Linked DNA regions of Danio rerio: region 1 is linked to region 2. The links are chromatin contacts, called in public Micro-C maps. All regions are on one chromosome and are shown on one strand. Each heading gives the region's core, a stretch centred on a gene start, on an enhancer-like site or on the middle of the called end of the contact. The rest is flanking DNA. Distances are from core to core; before and after follow the strand shown.

What was found. A called contact is a pair of places that touch in the nucleus more often than the background predicts.
Region 1: a contact with region 2 is called in a Micro-C map of caudal fin, with 14 times the contacts expected there. The contact joins the promoter of fkbp3 here to the promoter of LOC101884676 in region 2. A contact is called at or near these places in 2 of 18 Hi-C or Micro-C datasets (caudal fin and hematopoietic stem cells) and 1 of 4 datasets of contacts at active chromatin or transcription factors (caudal fin).

Annotation. Positions count from the first base shown.
Region 1 is chr20:57,995,743-58,002,021 of GRCz12tu, forward strand. It overlaps fkbp3 (FKBP prolyl isomerase 3), which reads left to right and starts at 2,261. Exons shown (of 7, transcript NM_001077770.1): 1 at 2,261-2,372; 2 at 4,900-5,001. The coding sequence starts at 2,268.
Region 2 is chr20:57,593,814-57,600,557 of GRCz12tu, forward strand. It overlaps LOC101884676 (MAM domain-containing glycosylphosphatidylinositol anchor protein 2-like), which reads left to right and starts at 1,590. Exons shown (of 19, transcript XM_073933869.1): 1 at 1,590-1,627. trnas-gcu (transfer RNA serine (anticodon GCU)) reads right to left here and starts at 1,281; the gene lies at 1,200-1,281.

The sequences.
Region 1 (6,279 bases), core at 1,011-3,510, 400 kb after region 2:
TGAGTCTCGGCTGGGTCAGTTGGCGTTTCTGTGTGGAGTTTGCATGTTCTCCCTGCGTTCGTGAGGGTTTCCTCCGGGCGCTCCGGTTTCCCCCACAGTCCAAAGGCATGTGTTACAGGTGAATTGGGTAGGCTGATATTGATATAGGCTGATTTTCCAGAGATGGGTTGCAGCTGCAAGGGCATCCGCTGCGTAAACTCAAAAAAAAAAAAAAATTTAAATTAAAATAAAAATAAAAATTGCAGCCAGTTGCTTTAAAATTTTAAGTTAACTCAACTTTTTATTTTTGAAGAAATGAAGAAATCAAAGTTTAAAGTCTCCTCAACTGATTTTTTTTTTTTACTTTCATTGAACAAACAGTTCCAAACATGCAGTTAAATCATTTTTATTAGTAAAATTCAACTCAAAATATGCCCACCTAACGTACAATTTTAAGCTAAATTAATAATTTGTTAAGTTAGATTTTTTACAGTGTAATTACCTATAAGGCGCACCTGCAGATCAGATACTGAAACAGCTAATTAAGTTTTGGACGTATCGCCGCTGTAGGACTTATGTTTGTCTTATTTTCCTGTCTGATTTTGTCCTGCTCCTGAGTTTACCTCTGCTGTTTGTCTGTTACTTTCTTTATTTTATTTTATTTATTTTCCATCCATGCTCAGAGCATCGATCAACTTTTTCAATATTAAGCAATTTTCTAGTCTGATCTCGAGCCTTGGCAAATAACTGAGAAAACACCACTATTAAAGGCCACATTTTTATGTAGACTTCTTACAAAGTATTTTACAGTATTTTATATATAAAAATACAAGACACTAAAGTATTTTGATACAAAACATAAAGCCATTATCATCAACCCTTTTAAACACAAATGACAAAATACTATTTTCACTATTTTGTATTTTTTTTTTAAACGTATTTGAAATACATGTCTGATAAATACTGTCCATCATATATGCACACAGTTGAAGTCAGAATTTTGAGACCCCCTGGTTATTTTTCCCCAATTTCTGTTTAACAGAGAGCAGATTTCTCCAACACATTTATAATCATGATAGTTTTAATAACTCATCCTAATAACTGATTTTTATTTTTAGATTTATATATTATATTTATTTAGATTTATTTTATCTTTGCCATGATGACAGTAAATAATATTAGACTAGATATTCTTCAAGACACTTCTATACAGCTTACAGTTTAAGCCTAGTTAAAGGCTTAACTAGGTTAATCATGTTAACTAGGCAGGTTAGGGTAATTAGGCAAGTTATTGTATATTGATGGTTTGTTCTGTAGACTATCGGGAAGAGCTATAGCTTAAAGGGGCTAATAATATTGTCCTTAAAATGGTGTTAAAAAATTAAAAACTGCTTTTATTCTAGCCGAAATAAAACAAATAAGACTTTCTCCAGAAGAACAAACATTATCAGACGTACTGTAAACATTTCCAGAATCTGTTCAACATCATTTGGGAAATATTTAAAAAAGAAAAATAATTCAAAGGGGCGCTAATAATTCTGACTTCAACTGTATATAGATATATACATATACATACACATGTACAAACACATATATTTAAGAGTATATATCTGTAAACAGATAAGCATATATTTTTGTTTGACGTCAGCTCATACCGCAGTTTCTTAGTTTAAAATAATTTCTTAATTTCTTAATAATTTCTTAATTTAAAATAATTTCTTAATTAAATCATTTCTAAATTTCTTAAAATAATTTCTTAAATTAATTTCATAATTTCTGGTGAATTGTCATCACATACAAAATTGTTTAAGATCTGATTTCTTAAAAAAAAACAGCACTCACCTCTGCCTTGCTGAGATATCGTATAAAGTGGGCATCAGACCAAACAAGAAGCACTGCATTAAATTATACTTTCACACGCCATGCCTTTAAAATATGGAAATTAATTTTACCTCAGTAATTTCAATGGTTTTTGCGCTAGCCTGTTGCTAATGAAGATGCCTGCGTCTTTGGTTTTTTGTTTTTACACTTCAACAATCAAATGGATGCTTAAGTCTATTTAACTGAATTTGAATTACATTACAACATCGATGCTGTAAAAAAAAAAAAAAGCTTATAAAATTGAAAATAGTCACATAGACTTCACCGGAAGTCATCATTGGCTGAAAAACACTAGCTGTGCACACAGGCCATTAGCATGAAGATGTGCAAAAATGTGAATTCGCGGCTCCTTTAAGAAGCTCTGCGCTGATTGGCTTCTGACGAGCACGCGTTTCTCTTCATTCAAGATGGCGGCGGCTCCAGAGCGGCAGTGGAGCGACGAGCAGCTAAAAAGTGAAGAAGTGCCGAAAAAAGAGCTCATTAAGTTCATCCAGGACAGCGCAGCACACTCGGTACTGCAGCACGCAACGCACACCACACCATGCAGTGCACACTACACCCTACAGTGCACACTACAGTCTCAAACACTGTGTGTGGAGCTGCGCGCGGAGCTCATTTTCGCCTCATCACTGCTGCGCAGACTCTGCAGATGCTGCTGTTTATGATCATATTCATATTTGTATCCGTCATTATTTCACACCGTGTTGTTATTTTACCGTAAATAACAGTTTAAGCTCAAATTGTGTGGTTTAAAATATGTTTTTAGTTTTTAAATCCTCCTGCGTCATTGTTTCTGACAGTGTAAAAGTGGGTTTATTCACTGCAGTCAGTGAGAAACTTCTTATTAACTTTTTATTAATCGTTTAATTTAAGGTGAAGTTGGTTTTATATTCGCACTTGGTTCATTTTAAGGGTCTCTGTTTTGTTTACCATACTAACTTCAATATTGGGTCTGAAATTAAAAGCATGAATGTCTTCAAAACAACATCAGCTCTATTGAATTGACTGTGAACAGTGTTGTGCTTCAATAGTCATCGGCTATTAATAAGATTTCACTATTTATACCTTTGCAAATAATACGTTTCTTAAAATTGTATTATTGAGAATGACCGAATATGTGAATATAAAACCAACTTTAACTCGAAATAGTTGGGATAGATTTAGCTTTTTGTTATTTAGAGATTTTGTCATTTTGTGTGTTTTGATTATATTCACATTTTTATCCGTCATTATTTCACATTGTTATTAATAATACATAATTATAATAACATTAATACAATTATTAACAACAGTAGCAGCTCAAATTGTGTCATTTACAATTAACCTTATCATATAAATACTCCTGGCATTGTTTCTAACGGTGTAAAAGTGAGAAACTTCTTATTCATTCATTCATTCGTTTTCTTGTCGGCTTAGTCCTTTTATTAATCAGGGGTCGCCACAGCGGAATGAACCGCCAACTTATCCAGCAAGTTTTTACACAGCGGATGCCCTTCAAGCCGCATGTGTTTGGACTGTGGGGGAAAACCCACGCGAACGCTGGAAGAACATGCAAAACTCCACACAGAAACATTAACTTAATAATAGTTTAAATTTGTATGTTTGTTTTAGAAGTGATTTTATTTAGACATTTTCAGAAATATCAGTAGTTTTAATTAAAGTTCATGTAAAAGTTATAAATGCATGTCAATTATGATTGTGAAACGATGTACAAGTAAAACAGATTATGAGGGTTCTTGAACTCTTAATATTGTGTTAGTTTGAGTAAAATGGGAGGATTTGTTTGACTTTACAAAGCTCTGATGACATTTATTACATATTTAAAATAAAATACAGCTTTTTTGAGAACATTTAGTGGAAATTAATGCATGTTTTCAGGGTTATACAACCAAATATGGATTTCTTAACTCCTCTGAAGTTTGGATTCTTAAAATGAATAGAAACATTTTAACGGTACATTTGTATTATTTTTAAGCTAAAAAGGCTGTATTTGACAAAATATTTATTTAAAATTAGGAAGAAATGTCATTAGTTTACAGACCAAAAAATAATTACCTGAAGTGAAAACTGTATTATGTATTTTATTTAGAAAAACATTAAGGCCAAAAGTAAGCGGCAGTGGTGAAGTGGTCAGTGTGTCGACACATGCACTCCAGGTCTCAGATTCCTGCCTCCAGATCCTTTGCCGCTTCTTCCCCTCTCTCTCCTCCCCATGCTGTCCCTCAATGCTCTCTCCTGTTCATTAAAGGCAGGGGTGTCCAAGCTCTGTCCTGGAGGGCCGGTCTCCTGCATAGTTTAGCTCCAACCTCCTTCAACACACAAGCCTGGAAGTTTCTAGCAAAACTAGAAAGAGCTTGATTAGCTGATTCAGGTGTGTTTAAATGGGGTTGGAACTAAAATATGCAGAAAATAAGCAGGAGTTTGGACATGCCTGATTAAAGGTGTAAAACCCCTTATAATAATTATTTAATAAATAATAATAATAAACCTGAATAATAATAAAAAATTAAAAAGGGAAAAATACATTTATTTCTGGTTAGATTATTGTCAGACCATTATAGAATAATCCAGAAGAACTTAATTGTGTGTGTAAATTTATATATAGCAGCAGCGGCAGCAGTAATGTGGATGATGTACTGTACTGGTTCATTGTAAAGAAGGAGCTGAGCAGAAAGGCAAAGCTCTCTATGTATCGGGTCAGTCTATGTTCCTACCCTCACCTATGCTCATGAGCTTTGGGTCATGACCGGAAAGACAAGATCTCGGATACAAGCGGCTGAAAGAAGTTTTGCAGGGTGGCAGGGCGCACTCTTATAGACAGGGTGAGGAGATCTGACACCCGGGAGGAGCTCAGAGTAGAGCCGCTTCTCCTCCACATCCAGAGAAGTCAGCTGAGGAGGCTCGGGCATCTGTTATGGACGCCTACCTAGGGAGGTTTTCCAGGCATTCTTGTCATCATTGGTGTGACGAAGCAGAAGTGTGTATGGTGTGTTCACTGTCAGTGGAATGTAAGTGTAATGATCTTCATGCTCTCCTCAGTTTCTGGCTGAACACAAACTCCTGGGAAACATCAAGAATGTGTCGAAAACAGCCAAGAAAGAGCAGCTGATCGAGGCCTACAACCAGCTGTTCCAGAGCCAGGTGTGTGTGTGTGTGTGTGTGTGTGTATGGAGGACTGTGAAGTCAGATGATGATGGTCTGTGTGTGTGTGTTTATGTGTGGATGACTGTGAAGTGTTCAGGGTGACGAGTCTGAGATGATGGTGTGTTTGTGTGTACTGTGTGTGTTTGTGTGTGTGTGTTTGTTTGTTTGTGTGTGTGTGTGTGTGCATTTGTGGTGTTTCTGTAAGGCATCTTTCCATCTGTGTGTGTGTGTGTGTGTTAATGTGTTTACTAATGTGTATTTGTTTGCGTTAGTGTGTGTGTGGTGTGTGTTTGTTTATAAATGTGTATGTGTGTTACTCTATGTACGTGTTTGTGCATATATCAATGTGTGTGTGTGTGTGCGTGCGTGTGTGTGCGTGTGTGTGCGTGTGTGTGCGTGTGTGTGCGTGTGTGTGCGTGTGTGTGCGTGTGTGTGCGTGTGTGTGTGTGTGTGTGCGTGTGTGTGCGTGTGTGTGCGTGTGTGTGCGTGCGTGTGTGTGTGTGTGTTAGGGCTGCACGATATATCGTTTCAGCATCGAAATCGCGATGTGCGCATCCGCGATAGTCACATCGCAGGAGGGTGCGATGCAAAAAAAAAAAAAAAAAAAAATTACATATATATTATGGGTGGAGCCGAACCGGAATACGGTATTCGGAAAAGCAGGAATAGAGTGTTTTTACGAATACTTAAGTCAAACAATACTTGATAAATTATTTGTATTTGGGAACAAGAAAAACATTATATCAAAAAGCTGCGTTTCCTCATGAGACCGCAGTGCATGCCCGCGTGAGTGAGTGAGTTAGTGAGTGAGACGTTCAGGAGTCGGTGGGCGGGGTGGGGCCGGGGTAAGGAGACTGAGCAGGCTGCTTCTCTATACAGCAACAGAGAAGGCTTGGCAGAGCGAAAAATACTTTTCTGCATTACTATTTTTGTTTATTTTATCATACTAAAATAACACGTGACAGAAGTTCACTCAAAAGTGAATGTTCTTTCTGTTATTAATTACTAACACTCCCGTCATTCCTACTACTTTCAGAGCATAAATTTTGATATTTTACCATATGAAAATGCAAAGCAGTTATGAAAATTGAGAAATTAAAGCAATACAGAGATCTGGTCCCGCGTCAGGTCAGGGTGCACCTGTAACCTTAAAAACGCAGACGCGGCGGAGGCGCACTAAACTCACACAGGAAAGAACTGGGCATTCAATTCATGTTTTAGTGAAATAATTCTTTAAATACAGCTCTTTTGATCTCTAAAGGGGAAAAAAGCAAA
Region 2 (6,744 bases), core at 340-2,839:
CGTCATCATCAGCTGCCTAAGTTTAGTTCCAATACTCCAGACCGCAAGTACGGAGGATGCATGAAACTTCCCGGATCTTGATATTGAGGATGCACCGATGCAGACTTGAACACCGAACTCGCTCTGGAAGTCCCAGAAGTCATTGCGACTGGAGGTGGGAAGCGCAGCATTTTATCTAGATTTAATATTAAAGTTCAGAGATATTATTTATTTACCTCAGGAGTTTCCCTAAATGAAACCGTCAAAGTAAACATGACCGTGAACATCTTAATAAAGGAATAAACACATTAAGGGTGTTTGCTGAAATTCCCAATAATCAGTTTTATTTATGTTGTGCAGAGTCTATTGATAATGTTTTTTATGCAGAGTAAATGTATTTAAAATCGGAATAACAATAAATCTTTGTATGTTGTAATGTTTAAATTATCTACCATTTAAAACACGTGAAGGTCATGTGACCATCAGGAAGAACGCAGCATCCCATTTCTCACAGGACGCGTGTCTGTTCTGGTCTCCTGAGTTCGTTCTTCCGAGGACACCTGGCTAGACCGGTCTCCACAAGAACGCAAGTCCGTTCTCTGCATTCTTGGGATTGAGAAACAGCCATATACTAATGTGCCACAAACAAGACGTTAATATCACCAACCATTCCCATTTTATTTGTATCTATATAAGTGGCCCACCCTGTCGAATCCCAACATATGAACTTAACATATCACTCATATGTGACTATTGCGAATGTGCACAAGTGATTTAACGATGCTGAAAGCATATGTGCTACTTTAATGTGTATTTATCATTGCTAATAATAATATATATTTAATTTGAACTTAAAGTTTACTATTGCAAAAAACAGCTAAAACCAGCTTGACCAGGCTAGGAGACCAGCTAAAACCAGACTGGGAGACCAGCTTAATCACCCTGGCCAGGCTGGGAGAAGAGCTAAAACCAGCTTGACCAGGCTGGGAGACCAGTTAAAACCAACTTAACCAGGCTGAGAGACCAGCTGAAAACCAGCTTAGGCTGGTTTTAGCAGTTTTTTTCGGCAGGATGTTTACAATTGAACAGAGTTGAAGTGTGTGTAATAATCTAATTTTACCGAATTTGTTCAGCTCTGATTTTTTTCTCAGCGTTGTTTACCTATAAGGAATAGAACAAATGTCCGAATCCCTTATAGAAATGAATCAATCAAAACCACTCGACGAGGATGGGATTCGAACCCACGCGTGCAGAGCACAATGGATTAGCAGTCCATCGCCTTAACCACTCGGCCACCTCGTCCATGTGTATAAGACAGATAAAAATGTGTAGAAACAAGCTAAATGATGATTACAAGTGGAAAAAGCCAAATAAATAAACCGCTTTACGTGGCTCATGAATATTAATCACAACACTTGATCGGACGCTCAACATCAGCGTGACCTGATTAATATTCATAAGGAGCGCCTCCGTTTATGTGGAGTTTTATTTATTAACATATTTTTTTTCCCAAACTTATTTAATTTCAAGGATTTCGAATAACCTCTTGTACATGCTAAAAGATGTATTTTCAAATTATAATAAAGTATGGATAATTGGCGCCATCTGTCGGTTGGAGTTTGCTAAGGCCTGTTCAACGCAAGCTGAGGTGAGTTTTGTTTCAATATTATTTTTGTTTATCAGCTAATAACGTTCAAAAACACATCAGCCTCCGCTGTATATTGTTAATGTTATGTTGTTGGCGTTATAAAAAGTCGCTGCCGTGTGTTTGGCTTCGAAAACAGTGTGTTTTCAGGTAAAATAAGTCCGAAGTTGTGTTTGTTGTCACAAGGCGCAACCGCCAAACATTATGTTTTACTGTTTATTTGGTTATTTTTTATCAACTATACAACAGATCGAGAGACACGCTTCAGAGAAAGCTTAGCCTGAACTTTCGAAGAACTTTTGGATTTAGCAAATATCTAAAAATGTATTTATTTTTAATAAAGTGGTTGCTAGGGTATTTTGGGAGGTTGCTATGGAGTTCTGAGTAGTCACTAGGTGTTTTAAGGTGTTACTATGTGGTTGTTTTGATTGAGGTTAAGTTGGTTTTATATTGGCAAATTCAGTCTTTCTCATTAATAATATAAACTTAGAAAAGTACTAATTATAAATTCTAAATAGTAAAATTATATTAGCAGCCAATTGATGAAGTACATTGTGAGCCTTAATGGGTGTTTGGTTTGTGATGAGCATTGTTTGACGGGTGATAATAGGGTTGTGGTGGTGGTCTTGAAAACTCAAGGACAGTTTGCAAACCTGCTCTCAGACACTAGATGGCAGAAACGTAAAACATTTAAAGAAAAGCAAGCTTCACATCAGCAGAGATCCTGAACACCGTCTATAACTTTTACAGAATATAAGCTGAGTGAGTTTTATTCTATATTCTATTCTAGATGAGGGAGTTCAAGCTGATTTAGTAGTGTAAAACCAGTTCAATAAACCAGATGTTTTATATATATATATATATATATATATATATATATATATATATATATATATATATATATTAATTGATAAATTAATTTATATATTAATTAATTCAATTTATATAATTAATTAATTAAACTTTAATTATAATGTCATTCATTCATATTCTTTTCGGCTTAGTCCCTTTATTAATCTGGGTTTGCCACAGCGGAATGAATCAACAACTTATCCAGCTTATGTTCCATGCAGCGGATGCACTCTGAGCTGCAACACAGTACTGGGAAACACCCACACACTCTTAATGATAATGTGAACTAATACAATAATAATGTTTGTGTGAGTGAGTGTTTTAGTTTGTGATTGTGTGACTGACTGACTGAGTGTATGTGTGTATGTTTGTGAGAATGTGAGCGTGTGTTGAATGTGTGTGTGTGTGTGTGTGTGTTAGTGTATGATTGTGTGGGTGAGTGTGTGAGATTGGGTATATGTTAGTGTGTGATTGTGTGTGTATGTGATATTGTATGACTGTGTGTACATGTGTGTGATTGAGTGAGTGACTGAGTGTTTGTGACAGAGTGAGTGTGTTAGTGAATGATTGTGTGTGTGTGTGCGTGAGTGTGTTAGTGGTTGATTGTATGTGTGTTTGTGTGAGCGAGAGAGTGTGTTGGTGTATGATTGTGTGTGTGTGTGTGTGTGTGTGTGAGAGAGAGAGAGAGAGAGAGAGAGAGAGAGAGTGTGTTGGTGTTTGTGTGTGTGTGTGTTTGCACGTGTGTGAATGTGTGTAAATGTATGATTGTGTGTGTGTCTGAGAGAGTGTGTGTTAGTGGTTGTGTATGTGTTATTGTATAAATCAGGGTGCAGGTTAGTGATTGTGTGTGTGTGTGTGTGTGTTATTACATGAGTCTCTCTCTGTGTGCGTGTCTCTGAGTGTGTGTATGTGTTAGTTAATGATTAAGTGTATAACCGTGTGTGTGTGTGTGTGTGTGTGTGTGTGTGTGTGTGTGTGTGTGTGTGTGTGTGTGTGTGTGTGTGTGTGTTAGTGATTGAGTGAGTGTGAGTGTCTCCGCTCGGGGTCGTAAATGAAGGTAATCGTGTGTGTGTGTGTGTGTGTGTGTGTGTGTGTGTGTGCTGTAGAGGCTGAACGGAGGCCGTGTCCTGATCATTTCCTCTGCCTGCCGTATTTTCCCTCCATCTATTTCCAAGATAACAGGAAACTTCAGATGTAGGTTGTCATGGAAACGATGCGCTGGTTCGCTGCCGCTGCCTCTGAATGCGCACGCAGATACACTTGTTTCTCAGTGTTGGCGACGGGCTTTGACCTTTGAGCTTATCTTTTCTGCACTCCGGCTTGCAGCGCTCGCTTGATCGCGTCCTGATATGATAACAGCGAGTGTGGAGAGGAGACTGGACTCCACTGAGCATGTGCAGCACATATGAGCAGCTGTCTATTGGTTATTCTTCATTTATTTGGATTTTGCTTGATGTTGTGCTGTTGGTGCTTTGAAGAAAAAGGTCTTTTGTTGCTTGTTCAAACTACTTATTTAAAATGAGCTTAATTCAATCTTGATTTTTTTTAAACAACTTAATATTTTTATGTTCAGTCCACTTACACTTGTTATTGTTTATTATTTTTATTATTTATTGTATCATTATCATTATTAGCATCATCGTTATTATTTTTTATAAATTTTATTATTATTGTTTTTTAAAGTTATTTTATTTTATTGTAATTCATTCATTCATTTTCTTTTTGGCTTAGTCCCTTTATTAATCTGGGGTCGATACAGCGGAATGAACCAACAACTTATCCAACAGATGTTTTACGCAGCAGATGACCCAGCCGTGGCTCAAACCAGCGACCTTCTTGCTGTAAGCCGAGCGTGTTACCCACTGCGCTACCTCGTCACCCTTTTATCATAATTATTATTATTTATTTTATTATTATTATTTATTTTTATTATTATCATCAATAATTACTATTATTATTATTATTATTATTACTTTTAAAAGTTTTTTTATTATGATTATTATTATTTGTTTTATTATTATTATTACTTTAAAAAGTAATTTTGATTTAATTATTAATATTATTTGTTTTATTATTATTATTATTATTATTATTATTATTATTACTTTTAAAATTTTTATTATTATTTGTTTTTTTATTATTATTATTATTATTTTAAAAAGTTATTTTATTTTATTATTATTATTTGTTTTATTATTATTATTATTATTATTTATTTTATTATAATTATTATTATTGATTTAATTATTATTATTATTTATGTATTTTATTTTTATTATTATCATAAATATATTATTATTATTTTTAAAGTTATTTTTATTTTATTATTATTATTAATAAGTGTTTTATTTTTATTATTATCATGATTATATTATTATTTGTTTTTTATTTATTTATTTTATTATTATTTAATTTAATATTATTATCATCATTATATTAATATTACTTGTGCGTGTGTTAGTGCATGATTGTGTGTGTGTGTGTGTGTGTGTATGATTTTCTGACTGAGTGTGTTTGAGAGAATAAGAGGTTGTGTGTGTATGTATATTAGTGTGTGATTGTGTTACTTTGAGTGTGTGTGTCTGAGAATGTATGTGTATGTTAAGGGTGTCGCACAACAGATCCGCCATTTAGAATTCTAAACATAGGTTTTTTATCCAGGTACATACACCGGCGCCGCAAGTCACTGCTCTCCACGGTGCCCAGCCAAGACTCGGGACACTGTTCATATTTCTGCCATGCCACAGAGCGCCATTGATCGAGTTCACTTTTTTAATAACATGAGAATGTGTGCGATACTTACTACTGTGATGTGCGCGCTGTGTTGCAGCGCTGAGCAGTGCATTTGGTGTGTGAACCGCTTGCGTGAGCCTGTATACTGTGCATAGTGAGTGTGTGTGTGTGTGTGTGTGTGTCAGACATATCTCTTAACATTGGAATGTGGAAATAAGGAAAATAGATCGGGCCAGTGGAAAAACATCCTTATTCCTTACCATTGAACCCTGATGTGTGTATAGTGTGTGTCCGTGTATATGTGTGTGTATATATGTGTTTGTGAGTGAGTGAGTGAGTGAGCATATATAGTGTGCATAGTGTGCTTGTGAGTCTGTGTTTCTGTGTAAGTGTGTGTGTGTGTGTGTTGAGTATTCAGTGATGCAGTGTGTTTTCGGACTCTTCTGAAGTCGCTGTTAAAGACACGTGCAAATAGGATAAGAGTTAAAAGTCAAACGCGATAAGACGATCAGCCGAACCGCAGCTAATGACATATTACACACTCCACACGGCCTCAACTCGAGGCCAGCATACACAGAGAGAGTGTGAGAGAGTGAATGTATGCACTCTGTTAAAATAGTTGGGTTAAAAATACCTCAACATATAACCCAACTATAGGTTATTATTGCACCTTCCTAACTATTGCTTATTTTAACGCAATGCTTTGGGTTATTTTGATTAAATGTTATTTTTCCATAGTATTACTACTACTATTAGTTTTAGAATTATAAAACTATAGAATTATACTAAAATAAATAAATGTCTCCGCTGTTTCCTAAAGGTGAGAATGACGGCCGGATAGCCCAAATATGTGTATTTTCCTCCAAAAAACCAAAACTTTAGAGATGAACGTGTGAGGTAGAGAAAGCGTTTTATCCATTTAATATAGACCTTTTTCATGGCTGCTGCATGGAGGGTGCCATAGCGAACAGTGTCTTCCGAATGCTAAAAACTTCCGTTTACAGCGTGTTCATCTGGTAATTTGCGCTTCGAAAATGGGTTTCAATAACGTTTTTAATGGATAACAGAGTGTTTTTGTGAGACACAACTTAGAGATGTGTCTGTTAATGCCGTTATAATCTGTCACATGTGGTTCAAGCGCGTCAGAAATACGAGAAAAACGTTCTCCTAGTTCACGTGTCTGCCGTCAGAAATACAGTGTACAGTGAAATACACATGCACACAGAGAGAGAGAGAGAGTGAGAGAGCAAACCAGAGTACTGGCATGAAGCTTAACAGGTATGAAAGTCGTGCAATTTACACAAATGAGCAATAAAAGTCTGTTATTGATCCTCTGCTGCTGATTTGCTGTTCATTCTAATCGCGAGCCGTTTGTGTTTTATTTCGTGTGTTGTTTTCATCACGGTTTGTGTTTTTCTGTCATTTGGAAATGGCACTAGTCTATATTTTCACTTTGTCACAGTTATTAAATCAGTGTGTCAGTGGCACAGTACAGGCTACGTGTGTGTGTCAAACATTTTGCTGAACTACATTAG